2 separate regions of the Rattus norvegicus genome follow, and region 1 is linked to region 2. A link is a contact called in public Hi-C data. All regions are on one chromosome and are shown on one strand. Each heading gives the region's core, a stretch centred on a gene start, on an enhancer-like site or on the middle of the called end of the contact. The rest is flanking DNA. Distances are from core to core; before and after follow the strand shown. Region 1 holds the start of Agap1 (ArfGAP with GTPase domain, ankyrin repeat and PH domain 1). Region 2 has its middle 160 kb from the start of Sh3bp4.

Region 1 (3,986 bases), core at 255-2,754, 220 kb before region 2:
CTCCCCTGCAGCGATACTGCCCTGGCTGACACTGAGGGGTTAGAACAGTGTTCCAGGCAAACACAGGCTTAAAGACAGCAGGATCATTCACTTTTCCTCCTCTTGGGTAGCTCCCAAGTGGCAGGTGTATTAAAGTGCCCCCTTCAGCAAGAGAATATCAAGGTGTCCTGCCTCCCTAAAAAGGTTATACTTTGACTTTAATGCAAAACGCCCAGCGTTTGTACAAGGCCAGCCTGATCAGCAGCACTGGGACATGATGCTGCCTCGGTCCCATTGGCTTCCTACATGCGCCAAATCCAAATGCCTCCCCTGTATCCGCGAACTGGGAAAAAAAGACAGCCGTGAAGCAACTGAATAAGCTGGCCAGAACAGCACCCCCAGCAGCAGCGCTTCTCAAAACACATCTTCAACGTCCATGGAAGACGCTCAGGCCAGGCCTGATAACCTGTCATGGATCCTGTGGCGCCATCCCAAGCAGCTGCCCCCAGGCGTCTGCTGGGCCCGGACGGGACATGCGGGAGGCCCAGGACCTGGCGGCACCGTGCCACTTTCTCACAGGAGAGACTCCATTGTCCATTATCAAATGAACGCCGATAATCCATCTTCCCTGGCAGACTGGCCGGCCTTGCGGGACAAGAGGCACCGCAGTGCTCTCTCCGCCGGGCAGCCGCGTGTGTATACACGCAAACACACAAGCGCGCACACACCCCGCCGCGCCAGGGGCGCCCGCTCCCCCGCGCTTTCCAGAAGCCCCGGGCGGTCTGGCCCTCACCTTCGATGGCGATGACGTGCTCCCGAATCTGGTTCTGCAGCACCGGCTCCTCCACGCGCTCCAGCAGCTCGTAGATGGAGTAGATGTTGGGGTGAACCGACTCGAAGCGCTGGATCTCGGCCCGGATGGCAGCCGAGTTGGCCAGCTGCTGCTGGTAGTTCATGGTGCAGGCGCGGCGCCCAAAGCCGCGCGCCCCCCGTCGCCGCCGCCCCGCGCCCCGGAGCCCCGCGGGCTACCGAGACCCGGGGCGCCGCAGCCCCCGGAGAGCACGGAGCCGAGGAGGCGCAAAAAAGAAAGCCGAGGATGAAGCAGTAGAGGGATTCAGTTCATGCCAGGGACCAGCGTCCCGGGTCAGCGGGCCGTCCGGGGAGACCGCGGCGCCATGGAGCGCGGCCGGCCGCGGAGGAGGCTTGCTCGGGCGCCTTCCCGCGCCGCAGCCGCCTGCACCCCTACGCGCCGGCCGGCCGAGCAGCCATTAAAGCGCAGGCAGCGCCGCGCTGCGAGTGCCGGGGCCGAGGCCCCCGGGCAGTGGCCGCTCTGCTCCGGGGCGCACGGCTGCGGCTGGGTCCGCGCGCTTGTGAGCGCTGTGCTACCGCGCGCTCCGGGGCCCTCAGCTGCCTTGCGCCGTCCGCCGAGCCGAGACCGAGCTGTGGGCGCCTTGCCAGCCGCGGAGACCGCTCCGAGCGCCGCCCGCCGCTGCCCGGCCAGCCCCCTCCCTGGCACGCAGGGCTCTGGCCCACGTCGGCCCCGCCCCCGCCCGCGCTCGCCGCCCTCCGGCCGCCGCTGCGTCCTCCGCGGCGCTTCCCAGCGCGCCGGATCCCGGGGAATTGCGCCAGACCCCGCCCCGCGCTGCCTCTGGGCTTGCTGGGACTTGTAGTCCATCGCGCCGACCGGCCCGCGCGCGTGGGGTGCGCTCTGCGCTCGCGTCGCAGCGCACTGGGCGGGCCCCGCGGGATGCCCGGACGCCCCTAAAGCCTGCTGATCTGAGTGCTGAGAGCCCTGGGCCCTCTCTGTTATCCCCACTGCCCCGTGCCAGCCCCAGCGCCTCCGTACGGACAAGGTGGCGCGCGAGCCCGCCCGCCCCGCGCTTTTGTTTGTTTGCCAGCAGAGCGCTTAAGGAACCTCTGCGACACGCAGGGTCCCCTCCCCCGCCTGACAACTTTCTGCCTCCTTTTCTGAACCCAGCAGGCGAGTTACTTCCCTTCCCATGGGATACACGGGGTCCTGATCAAGAAACTGAACTTGAGGCGGGGATGGTAGGTGGGACGGGATTCCACGGGGTCTTCTAGGCTTCTCCACGAAAAGGTTGCACAACTGAGTTGTAGCCTCCAAGCCACAGCCCTCCGAGCGCTCAACACTACCCTACTTTAGCTCAGTCCAGGAGCTCATGAAGCTGGACCGCACTGCAGCTGAGAGGTCATCCCAACGTCTCCGAGTGAATTAGGTTGTAAATTTCCAAGAATTCAGGGTGAGTCCGAGGCCTTAAAGGTCCTAGATCAATGCACTGTGGCAGAGTCCCTGTCTCGCCGTGCAGGGGTGTTTCATAAACATTCAAATGTCCTGTGCCCTACCAGGTTCAAATGTAAGCTAATGGACAGCCCAGGGACCCAGGCAGTCTAGTTCTTGGCTCTTGGAACTCTTCCGGGTTCCAGTATTTGTCAGGTAGGTGTACTGTTCCGCCTTCCTTGTCCCTAACACAACAGAGGCCCTGACTTGTTCTGTGACTTGCCTCTGACTTTGCCCTTAGAGTGACGCTAGTAGAGATACTGGCATGTGGGTTCATCCTACTGTAAGCAATTCGTCCCTACTTCACCTTGAAACCCCAACTCTTTGTGAAGTAGTTCCAGGGCCTCCCCTGCTTCACATCTGGCTTCTCGATCTCTTTGGGGGTTCCTTTGTACTTCCCTAAGCTTTAAATATGGATGACCCTGGGACTAGTCCTTAGACCTGTTTTATTTGCCTCTCTTATGGCTTTGAATACCGTATAGAAGTTGATGAGACTAAATGTTCTGTCCCAAACCTATCTTCTTCACATCCCCCTCCTCTTCACATCCAACTGTTGGGTTGAACATAACTTTTCTCATGTTGGACATCCTGTAGTCTCAGCGCTCAAGAGACCGAAACCAGAGGATTGCTGTGGACTCAAGGTGAGACCCTGCTTTAAAAAAATAAAATAGTAGAGCACTTACCTAGGAAGCGCAAGACCCTGGGTTCGGTCCCCAGCTCCGAAGAAAAAGAACCAAAAAAATAAAATAAAATAAAATAAAATAAAATAAAATAAAATAAAATAAAATAAAAATCGGACATCGTCCCCATGCCTGTGAACCTCTTCCCACCCCAGTCCCAGGCAGTACAGATCTTTGTTCACTGATCTGAAACTGCAGTGTGTGGTCTTTTCTGCTCGTGTCCTCTTAGATCCCAGAACGTCAGCTCTGCCTTTGGACCAGCCAGAATCTGCTCACTTTCTGTCACTCTGCTAAGGCTTAATTATATAGTCTCTGAATTAGTGTTTGAGAACTAACCTAGGCCTTCTTCCTGTTTCCTCACTAACCATTCTCAAGAAAATAATTCTAGTGAGACTCTAAGCCTAAGCCTTGACTCTCCTCTGCTCAAAACCCTCCCTCCTATGCCACCCATCCTCTCTGGCTCCCCCAGCCCTCCTGGCTTACTTGTTTACCAAGAGCTGGGCAGAGTCTCCATTTCCTCAACTTGTGTTGTTGTTTGGTTTGCTTTGGTTTTTCAGGTTGTTTGGTTGGTTCTAGTTTTGGTTTCGTTTTTTTAAGACTCACACAGCCCTGGCCAGCCTCAAATTTGCTATATAGCCAAGGTTAACCTTAAATTCTGATCTTTCCCACGCCTCTCAAATGTAATTAGGGTCATAGACATGTACTACCAACACCTAGTTTATTCTGGGCTGGGAATCAAACCCCAGGGCCTCCTCTATTCTGGGCAAGCATTCCTCATCCAAGCTACATCTCCAGTGTGCATTATCATACTAAGCTTGTAAGTTGACCTGCCCCAAGGACCCTATTAGAAGACACAGGACTTCATTGTGCATAGCAACAACGGTGGACAGAACAGTGGTGGTTTTATATGCCCATAAACTGACTTCCAAGTCACACTGGGTTATATCAGGGGCCAGGGGATACAGGGTGGCTCTATATGAGCAGAACCTGGGCATGAGAGTCCATATTCTTCAGAGAAGAGTAGAGAT
Region 2 (3,690 bases), core at 1,056-3,555:
AGGTCGACATCTGGTGTCTTTTTCAATCACTGTCCTGTTTTGAGACAGTGTCTCGGTGAGCCTGGAGCTTGCCACTTCAGCTAGACTGTCCAGCTACCAAATTATTCCTCTTCCTATCTTCACGGGGCTGGGGTCCCAGATGCACACTGCCATTCCCCCAAGCTTTTTCTCGGTGCTTGATCAGATCTTCGTGCTTACACATCAAACACTTTCAAGCCAAGTCCTCTCCCCAGTTCCTTAATTTTGTCTTGATAGCAACAGCCAGAGTGTCTAATTCGTCTCAATATACTTAATGTGTGTCCTAATAAAGGAGACGTGAGACCAAGTTAGTACTTGAAATGGCTTAGAAACCAGCTGGTTGCTATGTGCCAAACAGGCCCAAGTAATGCTTTTGTGTTTTGAAATAATGAGAATAACCAATGTTTGCCGCAGAATGCTAGACACAGACGAGCCAGAAGCAGAGGGGAGGGGGCTGCCTCCAGGGTGGAGCAGCTCATGCTGAAGGCTCACCCCGAGGTCCCCTGTGGCTTAGGTTTCTGCTTCTAGGCCCAGCCTTGCTGTGAGAAGTCCTTGTGGGCTTCCAGATCCATCTTGGCTTCTGTGGGTCCTGCTGTGATAGCTCTCATGTGATCTCCCTTGATCAGATCACAGCACAGTTGGGGTTAGTCTAGTCTTTCGCTTCCTGAAGACCTAAAAGCCTGGAGCACACTTCTCTTGTCTTCTTGAGAAAAGATCTTCTCCTGATCTTTTTGGGGGGTGGTTTCTTCCAGCGCCTCTCCTCAAGAAGCATCCCGGAGCTTCTGAAAAGCATCTGGTTCCCCTGCTGCACCCTGGGCTTCTCGAAGGACCTTGCCCAAGACCTTGCTGGAGCTCCAGTACTGAACTTTCACAATTCCAGGTTTATGCCCCATTGTTCACCTTCTCCAATCATAGACATCTAGTCACCAAGGAAGGATGAGTTTCAATAAGAAGTTTCCTCTCAAAACACAACTATCCCCAGAGAAGTCACGTCCTGGCCTCTCTAGACTTACTGGGGTTCAAGTTCACACTCTCTAGGGACCACTTGTGACGAAGCAGGAGGGAAGCCCCATGTAAATCACAGATTCTTAAACTGTAGGTCATGACCCCACACAGAGCCACGAAAAGAACGAATGTGGGGGGACACGAAAGATGTGGCTAGCGAAAAGGTTTCTGAATATTCGGTGGCCAAACATTAAATCCCCCTCAAACAGGAGTCTGTGTGGAGCTAGGTGGAAGGTTAATGCAATCTCTTTGGCCATGCTCTTGGCTTTAACTTCTGTAGATAACTGCAGTAGCCAACAGAGATCATCATCACTAGAACAACTTGGGGGGAAGTCACTTCCATATGCACCTTTGATGAGGGTTTAGGCTCAAAGCATGTCTCCTGAGAGCCCCTCACTGTGTCTGCCTCTGTCTTCCTTCCTTCCTCCCTCCCTCTCTCCTTTCCTCCCTACCTCTCTCATCTCTCCCTCCCTCTGTCTGTCTCTGCCTTTGTATCTCTCTGTCTCTCCCCCTGGGTGTGTGTGTCTTCCCTCCTTTGTCTTCTCTCTGTCTCTGCCTTATGTCTCCATTTTTGTCTCTCTCCATGTACGTCTCTGCCTTTTTGCCTGTCTGTCTTCCTCCTCTTTCTGTGTGTCTCTCTTTCTCCCTTTATAAAGTCTTTTAGGAGCTGGAGAGATTGCTCAACGGTTAAGAGCACCCACTACTCTTCCAGAGGACCCAATTTTGATTCCCAGCACCCATATGGCAGCTTACAGCTATATCTCTGGTTCCAGGGGCTCTAATAACCTCTTCTGGCCTCTATGGGCATAAAGGCTGCACAATACACAGACATACAAGCAGGCAAAATACATATACAAATTATATATATATTATATATATAATTTTTAAATGTGTATTTGGGGGGTGTGATGTCATGGTTCACAAGAAAAGGCCAAAGTCCTAGAGTCTGAGTCAGAGTCAGGGTTCTCTTCTACTGTGTGTGGTCAAGGCATCAAACGGAGGTCGTTAGACTTGGGGACAAGCGCCTATGCTCTCTGAGCCACCTTGCCAACCCTTTCTCTTTGTTTCTTCCCTCCTGTCTGTCTTTCATCTTCCATCCCTCCCTATACACAGGATCAGCATCCCCTTCCTGGCTGCTGACCAGAACATCACCCCGAGGCCACAGGCTGTTCAAAAAGGAGGAAGTTCTTTAGCAGGCTGCCTGTTGTCAGGGCAACTGCTTCCTTGCTAGCCAAAACATTCACTTAGCATCATTCTCCCTTGCATGGGTTTCCTGGTCAGACTTTTTTCCTGCAGTGACATCTAGTGTCCAAACACTGTGAAAAAAAATCCAATGATTTATGGCTGGCCTAGAGGACACTGTCATAGCAGAAGGTATGTGTGATTCTAGACCCTCTGAGCCCTTAGGGACCCAGGAGTTGTGCTAACAGGTGTTCAGGGGCTGTGTCAGACCCTTGCTTCATATCACCGCTCCCGCAGTGGCCCCACACCTGAGTCCTTGATGGTGGCTTCTTTGCTGTCTGTGCTGGACAAGAGTCTGTGCCTTGTCCCCAGTGAGGTTTGCCTTTTCCTGATGTCAGCAGCAGCTGCAGCTCCTCTTACAGGGGTAGTGATGGATGCAGGCATTGCCTGTGAAGACACCAGACAAACCCCCAGGCTTTCTCTTTGCTAGTCAGACTTCTCCAGCAGCCACAGACGGGAGGGAACAGAGTGGGAAGTAACACAGAATCCTCCTGGTCAGGCCAGGCCCTGAGTGGAATAACCCAGTCGTTTCCTACAAAGACCCAGATTGGCAGGAGATCAATCCAGAATGGTTCAACACCTGGATGGTCTCTGGGTCTCGCCCAGTTTGGGGAGCATGGAGCACCCCATCATCCTAGCTTTACCCACATGCGAATGCTTTACAGTGGCCACTGCTGGTGTTCTTGTTTTTTCAAGGTGACTTTGGAGCTGGTCTGTCAAGAATTGGAGCCACTGGCTTTCTACTGCATTCAGAATTTTGCTAAGGGAATTCCCTGGGAAGGGGACCGGGAAAATGTGCCAAGCAAGGGGACACCAAGGAGAAGGCAGTTGTGAGTGAGCACACAGCAGAAGTGTAGTCGGAAGTGGCAGGAAGGAAGTCAGGAATAACGAACGAGTCAAGCAGCACCAGGAAAGGAGCCGTCCTAGGATTTGAAAGTGGGAGCCACTCTGGGTATCATGAGGAAGTCTCTTTTTCCCTCTGGAATGTGGATTATCCTTTTCTTCAGTGTATCTGCATAGTATATGTAACCCATCCATTAATCTTTGTGATGGTAAACTCTGTTAATTTAACATAACCTAGAATCGCTGTGGATGAGAGAATCTCAGTGAGATTGTTTATATCAGATTGGCAGATTGTCTGTGGAAGGTTGCTCGATTGTCTTCACTGATGTGGGAAGACCCCTAAATGTGGGCCGTGCCTTCTGGTAGCAGGCCAGATAAAGAACGTGGAAAGAGAAGATCTTTGACTTTTTTTTCCTAATTGGCTTTCACTCTCACTGATAGGTTCATCTACCCCATTGCTGCTGCTGAGTCCTTCAATAATATTAGAACTGTCTTGAAGCTAATATAGACTGAAGACCAGCAGCTCTTAGAATCCCCCAGGCCTTTGGCACTGGATGGGAACTGCTAGTGTGTTGAGAGCGA

Evidence for each region. A called contact is a pair of places that touch in the nucleus more often than the background predicts.
Region 1: a contact with region 2 is called in a Hi-C map of Schwann cells, with 6 times the contacts expected there. The contact joins the promoter of Agap1 here to the enhancer-like site in region 2. A contact is called at or near these places in 3 of 12 Hi-C or Micro-C datasets (Schwann cells, frontal cortex and mammary epithelial cells) and 1 of 1 datasets of contacts at active chromatin or transcription factors (oligodendrocytes).

The regions. Positions count from the first base shown.
Region 1 is chr9:97,484,924-97,488,909 of GRCr8, reverse strand. It overlaps Agap1 (ArfGAP with GTPase domain, ankyrin repeat and PH domain 1), which reads right to left and starts at 1,504. Exons shown (of 18, transcript NM_001401593.1): 1 at 773-1,504. The coding sequence starts at 935.
Region 2 is chr9:97,264,471-97,268,160 of GRCr8, reverse strand. No RefSeq gene overlaps it. Among named protein-coding and RNA genes, the nearest start is that of Sh3bp4, 160 kb to the right of the region's middle. Within about 2 kb of position 2,305, at least 16 of the 93 cell types and tissues checked have an H3K27ac peak or open chromatin away from gene starts, as enhancers often do.